Linked DNA regions of Sus scrofa: all the other regions are linked to region 3. A link is a contact called in public Hi-C and promoter capture Hi-C data. All regions are on one chromosome and are shown on one strand. Each heading gives the region's core, a stretch centred on a gene start, on an enhancer-like site or on the middle of the called end of the contact. The rest is flanking DNA. Distances are from core to core; before and after follow the strand shown. Region 1 has its middle 270 kb from the start of TRIB2. Region 2 overlaps LOC106509907 (a long non-coding RNA gene). Region 3 holds the start of TRIB2 (tribbles homolog 2).

The links. Promoter capture Hi-C pulls out the DNA fragments that hold promoters and counts their contacts. Hi-C and Micro-C count contacts between places; a contact is called where the count stands out from the background.
Region 1: a contact with region 3 is called in a promoter capture Hi-C map of liver, with 10 times the contacts expected there. The contact joins the enhancer-like site here to the promoter of TRIB2 in region 3. A contact is called at or near these places in 1 of 5 promoter capture datasets (liver), 4 of 47 Hi-C or Micro-C datasets (alveolar macrophages, liver, skeletal muscle and 1 more) and 1 of 2 datasets of contacts at active chromatin or transcription factors (skeletal muscle).
Region 2: a Hi-C map of skeletal muscle shows a contact between it and region 3, with 8 times the contacts expected there. The contact joins the enhancer-like site here to the promoter of TRIB2 in region 3. A contact is called at or near these places in 1 of 5 promoter capture datasets (liver), 9 of 47 Hi-C or Micro-C datasets (embryonic fibroblasts, epiblast stem cells, fetal heart ventricle and 5 more) and 1 of 2 datasets of contacts at active chromatin or transcription factors (skeletal muscle).

The regions. Positions count from the first base shown.
Region 1 is chr3:124,468,655-124,473,040 of Sscrofa11.1, forward strand. No RefSeq gene overlaps it. Among named protein-coding and RNA genes, the nearest start is that of TRIB2, 270 kb to the left of the region's middle. Within about 2 kb of position 1,482, at least 6 of the 83 cell types and tissues checked have an H3K27ac peak or open chromatin away from gene starts, as enhancers often do. A contact at or near this core is called in liver, where this site is marked.
Region 2 is chr3:124,701,871-124,706,285 of Sscrofa11.1, forward strand. All of the region lies in intron 2 of LOC106509907 (a long non-coding RNA gene), which reads right to left. Among named protein-coding and RNA genes, the nearest start is that of LPIN1, 300 kb to the right of the region's middle. Within about 2 kb of position 2,076, at least 1 of the 83 cell types and tissues checked has an H3K27ac peak or open chromatin away from gene starts, as enhancers often do. A contact at or near this core is called in skeletal muscle, where this site is marked.
Region 3 is chr3:124,194,339-124,198,730 of Sscrofa11.1, forward strand. It overlaps TRIB2 (tribbles homolog 2), which reads right to left and starts at 1,915. Exons shown (of 4, transcript XM_021087824.1): 1 at 1,802-1,915; 2 at 248-1,199. The coding sequence starts at 517.

The sequences.
Region 1 (4,386 bases), core at 232-2,731, 270 kb after region 3:
TCTAGAGGAGTCAGGCTCATCCAGCTCACAGTAAGTGCCACATGCCCCCTGCATTTGTGCCTGAGTTCATCTGTCTTGCTTGGAAGTCACCCATTTTTGACTGGTCGCAGCTCCCTCTCCATCAGGCTTTGTGACCTGAGCTTCCCAAGTTTTTCCTCCTGCTTTAATAAGGCCTTCTCCTCCTGACTCTTGAGTTACAGCTCTGCTACTGGGGAAAACCACTGCAATCAATGAACTCAGTCATCTCCACACATTATGTTTCTTCCATTTGATTTGATATTCCTGAGTGACAGCACCCAGCAAAATAAAATTGCTCAGTTCTGTCAGGAGATCAGAGAGCTGGTTGCATTTTTTAAAAAATTCTTTTTCCCCCCAGTTAAATCCCCTACGTCAATTCTAGCTACAATTTGTCAGATTCTGAGACCTTGAATACCTTTCTTCAAGGCAATTGCAATTAAGAGAAATCACTTCTTATTAGAGCTAGAAGGGTCTGTTCTTAGTTAAAGGCCATTATTCCTCATTCAGACTCCTTCTGGGAGTTTTAAGTCATTATGTGGAGGAGTTTTTTGCCTTTAACCTTGAAATCATGTGGATTATTTAATTCTTAATGAAATCATGTCATATGCATACCCCTTTGATCTTAAAATGAATTAATTTGATCTGTTTTCAGCTTCCCCTGATCATTCTGAAAAACTTGGCAGAGAATCCATGTACACTGCAGGTTCAGGCCCAGAAGAAATGAAAATTATTTTCTGGTTTTCCAAGTTTTGGTGCTTATTCTAGCGTCATTTCTATGTAGGTAAGACCAGTGATCTTTTAGTGAATGTATTTCTCTTATTTGCTCAGGTACAAATCCCTGTACAGGAAAGATAATCTCTTTACTGTGTTTGGTAAGCCAAAATGTATTGCTCATGAGCTCCAGGCATTCTTTTAAGCTACAGGAGCAATATCTTGGTAAAAGAACCTCCAGCTGACCTGTATGCAATCTCATCTTTGAACTTACTTGTTGGACCAGGGGTTAGTAAAAGTTACTGTAAAGTGACTTGGCTGATGATTATGTCAGATAACCATATGAAAGCATCTAGCATATAGTAGTTATTTCCTAAATGTTCTGAGGGAACATTATATGGCAGGTCTATACTCTATCTCCCCAGGGGTCTATGGCAACCACCTTAATTCAGAGCCTCTGTTTCTGTTCATCCAATTCAAGCCTACACTTGTTTTTATCCTTGTTTTTTCTATTTTTATGACTTTGACCAAGAAGTACAATCTCTAAAAAGATGTAATGTTACAGATTAGGGACAAAGTTTAACGTTAAATCTTTTATTAAATGGCCCAGTTTTGTCATTTACTAGGTGCGTACCTTTTGCAAGTTACTTACCACATGTAAAGCTTTGGTTTCTCTCTTCTGTATAACAAAGATAAGAATCCTATTTTTCTCTTCGTTTTGTCAGGATTATGTAAGTGTACAGTTCACTCTTGAATGACCCCAGGGCTAGAGGCACCAACCCCCCCATCCAATCAAAATCTATGTTTACCTTTAGTTGTTCCTCCCTTCCTAGCTGCAGTTGCTCCATATCTATGGTCCTCCCGTTTCCACATCTGCTGATTTAATCAATCCTAGATCAGGAAGGACTGCAGTGTTTACTATCGAAAAAAAAATCCACCGCATAAATGGACTCATGCAGTTCAAACTTGTGTTGTTTGAGGGCCAGTTGTATTTCTAAGTATCACTTAGAAGCCTTATTGGATGGTAACTGCCCTTTACATTTAAGTTGTCATTAGTATTAAAGGAAGCGCTCAATCCGTATTATTATTAGTACTCTTCTAATGGGAAAGAATAGGTGAAAGATAAAAGAGAATAAAGACAAAGGCATGGAAAATAGTTAGGAGAGATAACCCTCTACTTTCAAAGACACAAATATCTCTAGGCTCAAAAAACTGTTATGGAGTTTTGGAAAATCCAATTAAAAAAAAAAAGAAATAGGAGTTCCCTGGTGGTTCAGCAGGTTAAGGATCTGGTGTTGTTAACTCTTATAGCGCAGGTGGCTGCTATGGCATGGTTCCAATCCTTGCCCCTGGAACTTCCACATGCCATGGATGCAGCCAAAAAGAAAAAAAAATAAAAAGAGTGAAAATCTAACTGTATTTCAGTTTTTAACACAATCAAAGAAATTAAATAATTGAAGTAATTAGACATAGTACTATGAATGTCCATTTATAGTATGACATTATTTAAGGCCAAAAAAATACAGAAAATTAATTTTTACTTGGTAGGTTTATTGTTCATATTAAGACTGATATTAAAAATCAGAAGTATTTATTTCTCTTATAGATAAGCAAATAAGGAAGCATACTGATATTATTAAAAGCCAAGATTTTTGCTGCAGGAGAAATGAAATAAAAACATAAAAGAAATTAAGGAAAACTGTGTGATGTAAAATTTGAATTGGAAATTTTGGTATAAAGTTGAGATTTAAATATATAAATATTTCCTAGCTTTTCTACTGAAAGGGCTTAGAACCAGGGAGGCCACAGAAGCCATGAGCATATGTGGCACCCCGTTCTTTGTTTCTCAATGCCAGGGAGTCAGACTTCCCTAAGAATGACTAATTCCAGATCTGAGACAGGGAAAGGCCACAGTAAATCTGCAACATCATGTACCTGAAGGTAAAAAAAAGTGCTCAAAGCCTAGGGGGCCATGAATAAAGGGTACAGGAGTGGGGCTAGCATTTTGATTTCAAAATATTACTAAGGATGCTTTATCTTGTTTACTTCTAATCCTTGGTTATGTCGCCCCAAACAAGACTCTGCTACTCTGATAAGCATATGGCCACCTTGCCTAGGAGAGATACAAAGTGGTGAGCTGAGAACATTCCAGAATAATGACATAACCCTGAATGACTTAACCCAAATGATGTAACGCAGTGATGTCACTTTGAACTAATGGAACATGAAGCATATGGTAACTTTCAGGCATATACTAACTAGCACAAAATTCAGCATTGCCACACACCCCTGACCACCTTCCAGCTACTTTCAATGAAAAATCCTTGCACTCGGTTTGTGACTTTCCAGAAAAGATCAGAATATCAGCAGGCAGAGGATACTTCATGGTGGGCATGGGAGAGAGCAAAACACTGAACAATTAGGGGATTGGGTCATGGATTCCTTAACCACATTTTAATTTTGCTTTAAGCCACTTAACTTTTTAAGGAGATAAAGCTTTAATTTGTAAATATTTTAAAAAGTGTTTTGTATGGTTTCTTAATTCTTCCTCTTCGTTCTATAGCTGAAGAATTAGATTTTGCTGTGACTCCAATAAATTTGAAATTGAAACTAAAATTGGAAACTCGGGAGCCATCTTTAAGTGGCTCTTATAAAGAAAGGATGTGTGGGAGTTCCCTTTATGGCTCAGCAGAAACAAATATGACTAGGAACCATGAGGCTGTGAGGCAGAATATTAACTCAGGTAGTCAGTGCAGGAGCATGGGCTTTGATGCATTCTTTGATATGGCCAAGGATTAACGTTTGTGGCTTAAGGGCTCCAGGGAGTAGCATCCCCACAGGCTTTATTTACTACAGGGAGTGTACCTATGCCCAGATGAACATAAAACCCTAATCCCCCATGGCTCAGTTTTTGGGAGGAAAAGGTCAAAGAAACTCTGAGACTTAGGACATTTCCACCCTAGAACTATATTGGACAAGGACCAATATCGGTAATTGAACAAGGCCAATGGGAGAAAACCACATCCATGTCTTTCTGGACCCCACAATGGTACCTCCCCACCCCATCCTTAAGGGATAAAAACACCTTTAGGACAGTAGAGATAGGGAGCTCTTCTCCCCCCCCCAGCAACCCTGGGAGCTATCTGCTTTCCTTTAATAAAAACTTTGCTTGCTTGCTGCCTGTGGGTTCGTGGAGTTCATTCTTCGACCGCCATGAACAAGAACCCAGATTCCAGTACCATCTTTCTGGCATCAGTTGAGGGTTCGATCCCTGGCCTCTCTCAGTGGGTTAAGGATCTGGCATTGCCATGAGCTGTGGTGCAGGTTGCAGACACAGCTCATATCTGGCGTTGCTGTGGCTATGGTGTAGCCCAGCAGCTACGTCTCCTATTAGACCCCTGGCCTGGGAACCTCCATATGCTGTGGGTGCAGCCCTAAAAGGACAAAAGACAAAAAAAAGAAAAAAAGAATGGATGTGTGTATATATATATGACTGAATCACTTTGTCCTGCAGCAAAAATTATTACATTATCAATCAACTACATTTCAATAAAACTTTTAAAAAATGTGAGATAATCTAAACATAAGAAGATTGATTTTGGAAATGGATTATAATACAATGACTTTTTTAATAATCCACATATGCATCATTACTTA
Region 2 (4,415 bases), core at 826-3,325, 510 kb after region 3:
CAACTGAGACTCTATACTTGCCCCCACTGCCTTTTATTTCCAGTGAATTACCAATAGTCACCAATCCTCCCTCCTAAAAAATCTCAAATATTTCCTCCATCTCCATTCTGCACGCTACTCCCTTCACTTAGCCCACTGTCTTCTTATCCTCATCTAATTTAATTGCCTTATAACTGGTGTTGAGCACTCCAGCCCCTGTCATCTTTTTTTTTTTTTTTTTTTTTTTGGTCTTTTTAAGACTGCACCTGAGGCACATGGAAGTTCCAGGCTAGGGGTAGAATTGGAGCTACAGCTGCTGTCCTACACCACAGCCACAGCAACACAGGATCCGAGCCATGTCTGCAACTCACACCACAGCTCAGGCCAATGCCAGATCCTTAACCCACTGAGTGAGGCCAAGGATCAAACCTGCATCGTGAATGCTAGCTGGGTTCATTACTGCTGAGCCACAGTAGGAACTCCCCAACCACTGTCATCTTAAATCCATCCTCCAAAGAGCAGCCACATTGGTCTTCATGGGACACATGGATGACCACCTCAGTCACCTGCTTCCGTTTCCTCAATCCCTCGTTAGAAAAATACACATAACATATGAAGCCCATTGTTTTCTGATCCATCCAATTTGTCTATCACACAGCGCTTAACCATAGGTCAACACTGTGTGTCAAGAAATGTTCTAAATGCTTTCCATCCAATGACTCTCACAATCCCACAACAAAGCTATGCTGTAGTTGCCGTATTACACTGGGAAATCTGTCGAAGAAGCTATGTGGCTGCTCAACTACTCTTTCCAATGCCGAGCACAGGACCCGCTCCATAGTAGATATTCAGGGAACATTTGCTAGAGGAGCAGATAGATGGGTGGACAAATATAGAATGAGATAAAGGTGTCTAATGCTGATCTTAAAAATAAACTAAAATAAGAGGCGACAGCAACACCAGGCCCAACTAACCAGTACGCTGTGCTCTTCCTCTCTTCCAGTTTGAAATCTCTAAGTCAATCATATTTTCACCAGACTGGTTGAAATACAGCTTCATTAAAAACTTAGGAAGTTAAAAATGATCAACAAAGGTGAAAATGCAAAATTTTGCTTGTTCTCCCCTTTCCCAAAATCTTGTGAAATCTTGCCAAGCAACCCAATGAGACGACCACAGTCAGTCATGAATCTGTGTGTGCAGGCATTTGAACTCAACCAAGACTGGGGAAAAAATTGACTTACCATAAAGAGGAGCTGTTTCTAGAATCTTTCAGTAAGGGAGCTGATTTGCATTTTCCTTTCAACATGAACTGATTTTAAGTGGGAGAAAAATCAACTTCTGTTTTGTACTCTAATGGGAGGATAAAAGTTATACAACCGTGTATTCCACTGATTAGAAATTCCTGCTCATTTTCTGCTGCCTGCTAGCCATTTGGTAGCATTTTAATTTAACTTTCCACTTGCATGTTTCCCATTAATATTTATGAAATGATTACTAGCTACAGCTCAGTCTTAAAAAACTGGATTTGAAGCGTTCGGCAAAATACATTTAGTTGTGAACAAATAATGCTATAACAAGCTGTTAGGGGCCTTTCATTTCTTAATGCACCTCTTTTTTTCCTAAAGCTAAGATAATTAAAAAGCAATGGGGGCCTAATAGGCAGGTAAAAATTTTAATAATTACATAAAACACAGTACATTGTAGGAATCCTTAGACTAAGTCTAATTTCTGACTTGGAGTAGAATCGGCAGAGTCTTAAAAGCTCGTTAGATAAAGACAAAGCTTTAGTCCCAGAATCTGCATGAACATCATAATAACAACTAGGATGCTTAAGGACCTTTATACTTGAAAAGTTCTTTTTTACATTTTTTAAATTTTAACCTCACAACCACTCCATAAGAGGGGTGTTATCATTTTTGTTTTACAAATTAGAGATTTTAGGTTTAGGTTTAAGTGCTGTTCTTTATTTCATAAAAACTGTCTGAAAGGCAGCCCCATGCCAAACTCTGCATCAGTTCTTTCATCTAGAGGGTACCCATTGGAGCCTGTCCATCCAGGAGCTCATGGTCTCTGCAGGAGCAAGGCGCTCCGGTAAAACAGATCACGCCAATGTGGTTACGGCAAAAACTGACTACAGCGGAGGTCTGTGCCAGGTACAGTATAAAACCAAAGAGGAACTAATCAAAACCAAAATGGGGAGCAAGAAGAGGGGTCCTGAAAAGTTAAGAAAGTTTTGAAACTAAATCCTAGGGATGATTAAGTCAATAACAGCTCAAAGGCATACAGCGTTTATCTGGAAACTGCACACTGCTTGATTCAGGACTGCTGAGAGCCAGTTAAGAGAGGCTGCTTGGAAAAGGAGGCATGAACTAGATCCCAAGGCGTTCAAGTTTCATTTTATTTTTAGCTGATGAGGAGTCATTTAAAAAAAAAATTCAAGTGGATCAGTGAAATGACAGAATACGTGGGCTGGGTATGTTGTTCAGCAACAAGAATTGACTAAATCAGAGAGTGAGAGACCAGAGGCTGGGAGACCAGGTAGAAGTTCAGGACAAGAATGACAAGAGCTTGAACTTGGCTGTGGGGCAGGGACAGTGGGGATGAAAATCAAACTGCCAGAAAGAGGCTAAACCCATTATTGGACCAAATTCTGTGTCCCCAAATGCCATGCCCTGTACACCACACCACACTTTTTCCTTCTATTTTAAAGTATAGTTGATTTGCAGTATTGCCTTAGTTTCAGATGTACAGCACAGTGGTTCAGTTATACACATGTGTTCACTTAAACTTACACATATATATTCTTTTTCAGATTTTTTTCCCATACAGGTTATTACAAAATATTGAGTAGTTGTCTGTGCTATACAGTAGGTCCTTGTTGGTAACCTATTGTATATACAGTAGTACATGTGTGTTCATCCCAAACTCCTAATTTATCCCCTCTCCTTTCCCCTTTAGGAACCACGAGTTTGTTTTTTATGCCTGTGGTTCTCTATCCATTTTATAAAGTTCATTTTTATCTTTTTTTAAGATTCCACATATAAGTGATATCATATGGTATTTGTCTTTCTCTTTTTGACTTATTTCACTTAGTATTATAATCTCTAGGTCCATCCTCTGTTTCTGCAAACAATATTGCTTCATTTTTTTTTATGGCTGAGTAATAGTCCACTGTATATATGTACCACATCTTCTTTATCCAATCCTCTGTTGATGGACATCTAAGTCACTTCCATGTCTTGGTGATAGTGCTGCTATGAACATCAGGGTACATGTATCTTTAAAAGACAGGCTCGGGAGTTCCCACTATGGCTTGGCAGGTTAAGAACCCAAGTAGTATCCAGGAGGATTTGGGTTTGATCCCTGGCCTCACTCAGTGTGTTCTGAATCTGGCAGTGCCACAAGCTGCAGGATAGGTCATAGGTGTGTCTCAGATCTTGAGTTGCTGTATCTGTGGCCTAGACTGGCAGCTGCAGCTCCAATTCAACCCCCAGCTGGGAACGTCCATATGCCATAGGTGTGGTCCTAAAAATTAATTAAGTAATTAATGACAGGCTTTAACTATCATCTCTTAACTATTAATGACACAGAGGCACAAAGAAATCAATAAGATCATGTCAAAGAAGGAGGAAACCCCCCCCCACTGTATATCAAAGCTGAATGACCGCATCTCTAACGAGGCAGGGTTATATTGTTCAAGCTCCATCATAATAGTCTTCTAGGTGCAAGGCTGGCTTGTGGCAAAATCAGAGACGATGGGCCCTTTGGCCGTCTCATCTCCCTCTCTATCTGAACAATAAGACTTTCACTGTTAGTAGCTTAACATGTAACCTCTCTCCAAGGTCAATGACCATGAAGAGCACTAAAGACTCAGTCCAAGAGATTTCACTCGTCATGGTGGAAATTCTGGAGCCTTTAGGGATGTTGGGGCGGTTTCAGACCACAGTAGGGAGCCCGGGTCACGTTCTTTCTGTTCGTACCAATACCCGCCTCTGCAGTACAACGTAAGTGTTTCCAGCGCATCTCCCTTCCCCCCCCACCCCCCCGTGCAGTTCCCCCTGCCCCTGGCTTGGGCCATTCCAGACTCATAGCTCTGTATTAGGGCCCCTATAATTCTGCAGGCAAAATATTATTTTCTTCGAGAGACAAATCCAATATTATTAAAGAGTAATGATTTAGACGGCTTTGTACAGGGCTTCTTGGCTAAAAGCAACGAGAAGGGTGGGCCCACAGGCTTCATTGGTAACAGGGGGTAAGGACAGATGGAGAGAATGAGTTTACTAGTCAGATCTGCAGGCATTGTTGAGCTGCACTGTCTGAGCAAAGGTAGAGCCTCATTCACACTTGAACATATAAAAATACGCCCCCCCGCCCCCTCCCCACATATACACACCTGTCACTGCAAGTAAGAGGCACTGGGTGAATCACCCATTTGT
Region 3 (4,392 bases), core at 665-3,164:
AACGCCCCCGCCGCTGGCTGCCCCATTGTCTGAATCGCTCTAAAAACTTCCCAACTAGTCGAACATGAACAAATAAATAAATAACCCCATTTAACGAGGGACCACGGATAATTATCCCACGAATCTCCCTCCCCCGAACTGCAGGGCTTGGCGATCTCCCGCCCCTTCCAAAAGGCCGGGGAAATCTTTTTTAAAGACAAAAAAAAAAAAAAAAAAAAAAAGCAAAAGCAAACCCCGGGCTCTTTACCTTGCACACCAGCTCCTCTCCAGTGTGCAGATGCACGGCACGAAAAACGTGGTCTCCCTCCAGAGGTTCCAACAATAAGTATTTCCCGATGCAAGAAACGCAATGCGACAAGTTCGGAGTCTCGGGCGGGCTCGGGGAGCCGAGGTTCGGGCTAAAACTCTGGCTGGGTTCGGCGGACCTTATAGACGACAACTCTTCGAAATCCTGGGTTTTGTTCCGCGATCTCCCATATCTTGCTATTGTGATGGGGGTAGACCTGTGTATGTTCATGAGTGTGGGGATCGCACTCGACAAACAAAAAAACCCGCTGGAGAGACGAGTCGCTGGCGAGTGCGGCTGCAGGCGCCTCCGTGCCACAGATTTTAAAAGGAAACGAGAGGGGAGGGGATGGGAAGGGGGCTACGTGGAGAAAGAGTTAGAAGCCCCCAGATGGGCGCCGCCGGGCACCTTGTCTGCTCCGAGCCCGGCTCCCGGGGGTCCTCGGTCGGAAGCAACTCGGGTCCTTTTGTTACCCCACAGCAGCTAGCGATTCGCAGAATCTTCGCACTTTTAGTTTCTCTCTCTTTCTCTTTTCCAACGTGGGTCTAGACCAGTAACCAGATTGCTAAGGTGGGGGAGCTGCAGCGCCGGGTCACCCGAAGCGATCCCCACGCAGGCTTCCGAGTCGCAAACCGGGCGGAGGAGCCCTGCTGTAGTTTGTGCAATCTTCGGGGAGCGCGCAGCGGCGGCTTGGTCTCAGCGCGTTAGAAACCAAACAAAAAGGAAATAAGCACGGGTACCGGCTCACGCCGCACCGCAAACAGAATCCGCGCTGCACCCCCTTTTTTGGTGGAAAGGGTGGGGGGCGTGGAAGGGGGGGTGCCGGAGAGGGTAGTTACCTACGTTTTAACTGTAGGTGGCGTCTGAGGCTTTTCCAAGATCTCAAGAGCTCTCCAAAATTTAAACAAACAGACTGGAAAAAAAAAAAAAAAATAGCAAGGGAGCATTTAACTTAGAGCGGTCAGCGCTGCCAACAAAAGATTGCAAAAGCTAGGCAAGGAGTTGCGGGCCGGGCGCAGGTACCGCAACAAAGCCCAGGGCTTGGCCCGCCGGGCGGAGGTCAGCACCGGCTCATGCTGTCGCTGCTCGCTCGCGCTCCAGATCGTCCTCCGAATAAAGCGAGAAGTGTACGCAGAGACGAGGGTGGATCAATGGTCTCCGATTTCCCCCGCACGAGCTTTCGGGGGTGGTGGGGGGGTGTCCTCCCGGCACTGGAAGGGGATGCACCCCCAGCCCAGTCAACTGGCGCCGTTCCTCTCTCGCTGGATCACTGGATCTTGCCTTAGAATAATGTGCCACCAGTCCGTCTCCCCCTACCCTCAACCCAAATTGCCTGGCGGGGTTTGTTTGGAGAAAACTGATGGCTTTTCCTCTTCTTAATTTTGGTCTTCCCCCTCCCGGAGGTAAGAGGAACGTGTATTTAAAATTCAAAGGGACGGCCGAAGGTGCCCGAGGCCAATCCCCGAGCTCAGCACGCCCGCATCTCTGGGCGAGACGGTATTAATAGTTACTTACGTGGCCGGGGATCTCGGAGCAAGCCGGGCCGTGTGTGCGCGTGTGTGCGCGCGCGCGCCTCGCTCGCGCTCGGTCTCCCCATTCAATGTCACCGACACATTTCTACAAAGCCTCCGCCCCCCCATCCCCGTCTCCCCCTGCGGCACCAGCGACTGGCTCAGCCCAGAGCCGGTCCCGCCCCGCCCCCGCCTGGGCCCCCCTCATTGAGCCGGGGGCCCATCAATCAACCTCACCGCTGCCAGTCCCTGGGCAGCTCCCGGCGCCCTCCGGCCGCTGCCACTACTGTGGCAGCTCCCGGCCCCCGGCTCGGGCGCTAGCTTTCCCACTCGGTGGCTCGGCCGGGGAGAGGTAAACAAAATGTAATATCCATCCGCCGCCCGGGGGTGGGGAGTGAGCGCACCCGCCGCTGGGAGGGAGGGTCCCCGCGCCGCCGCAGGCCTCCTCGGACTCCACGCCCTGCTGCAGGCGGCTGGGCAGGAGTCGCGGGACCACAAGTACCCAGGCAGCTCCAGCAGTGCCTAGTGTACTCCCTTCTCCCTAGTTCATCTTCCTGGAGCTTTTCCCCAGAAAGCCGGGCATCCTCCGAGCATCAGGACACCGCTGTTCAGATGGTGCCCCGAGCGATAAGCTTGCTCTGTTGAAAATGCGCTTGCATCCGTGGTGCTGCCTGGAGTTTTAAAAATTAGTTTCATTATCTTTTCCCAGCCATCTCCTCCCCATTAAAAAAGAAACAATTGCTGGCTTTTAGTTGGTGTCACCCTCCATTCCCCCCCCCCAAGAAAGCTTTGAGTATTTTTCAGCAGAAGAGCAGCCGAAGGCAACTTTTAACTCAGACCAAAAGACCCAGTGTAATCACTAATTCTTTGTCTCCCAAGACAGTGCCCAGAGGGCCCAGAGAAACAAACCTCAGCGCCCGCACCTCCTGCAAGGCTTCTGGCCGGAAGCCAGAGCCCTCTTCTCCTGGCGCCCCTCCCCCAACACACACGTGGACCACAAAGGCATTCAGTCCTGAGACTCAGCTGAGGGATGCCTTTTCATTCCAGTTATTCTCAGCTTCCCCAGGAGGGGCCAGGCCGCTGGCTTAGGCAGAAACCCACCACCCGAAAGGGGCTTGAATTCAGGCAGAGGCTTGGACCTCCAGACCTTCGCCAAGTGTATCCTGGTACATCAAGCCATCTGGTTGGGAAACAGACTTAAAAAATAGTCAAGGGCCTGGGAAAGGGGAGTTTGGAAGATTCTTGGAGGCCTCCGAGTTTTTACATGCGTGTTGGCCTATTATCTAGTTGGAGAGGGGAAGGGGACCATGTAATGTGCTGCCTACATTGGGACACTTTTGAGTCAAAAAGAGAGCTCTGAATAATTATGCCCACAGACCATATTTACAACTTACAATTATGCACAAACAAATCACTCCAGAGATGAGGAGCTCCTGGGAGATTGGCCAGAGAGGACACCACAAGGCCACAGGGTTTGAAAAGAAGCTCAAGAAGTGGCCCCAGGCCTCCTGGCACACCTCACGGTCCTCCTCCTGGCAAACCTGCCTAGGGCTCAGTCCCTGACCCTAGATGACTCATCTGTCCCCCCAGGTCATCATCGTGACTGTTCAGTAGGATCTCTCCATCCTTGTCCCATGAAGACTCTTGTGCTGTTGCCTGTCTCAGGACCAGACCAGACGGGAGGCAGCCTCTGCTGATGGGTCAGAAAGAAAGGCGCAGCCTCCTCTGCTCAGTGACCAGCAACAGTGCTTTATAACTAGGGGTTTGGGAGACCCTAGTCCAACCCTATCTGGGTCTTTGATTTTGAATGAAAATTGAGTCAAGACATTTTTTTTTTTTCTCCCTAGGCCCCCCTTTCTCCAACTGTAAAATGAGAAGCCTCACACTTGCCCTGCTCAGCTCACGTGATTGCTTTAGGAATAGATATATATTTTTCAATTCCAGAAAATCTATGAAGGTTTACTATAAGCCAGCCCCTGTGCTGGGGGTTAAGGATCCAAGTGTGAGTAAGATTTGGTCTCTGCCACCCAGGAGCTCAGAGTCCAGATCCAGAGAAATACATGGAAATATGTCTTTTCATTGTGTAAAAAGGTGACAATTAGATATCAAAGTGTCAAGGGATCGAGGAAGAAGAAACCTCTTATTGGATTTCGGGGGGTTTTCTCAAAAAATGTGATTTTTTTTCATCTTGAATTAATCCAGAAGAAATATTTATTGAAACCCACCATGCACCAGACACTGAGGATAGAAATATAATGATTTAAAAAATCTATTTTGGGGACTTCCCGTCCTGGCCCAGCAGTTAATGAATCTGACTAGTATCCATGAGGAGGAGGGTTTGATCCCCGGTCCCACTCAGTGGGTTAAGGATCCAGCATTGCCGTGAGCTATGGTGTAGGTTGCAGATGCGGCTCGGATCCCACGTTGCTGTGGCGTGGCACAGGCTTCAGCTCCGACTGGACCCCTATCCTGGGAACCCCCATATGCTGCGGGTGTGGCCTCAAAAAGACAAAAAAAAAATCCATTTTCTGTCCTCATGGATCTTGAAAAAGTTCTGTGAGTCATTAAATGACATGAATAAGAGATTGTCACTGG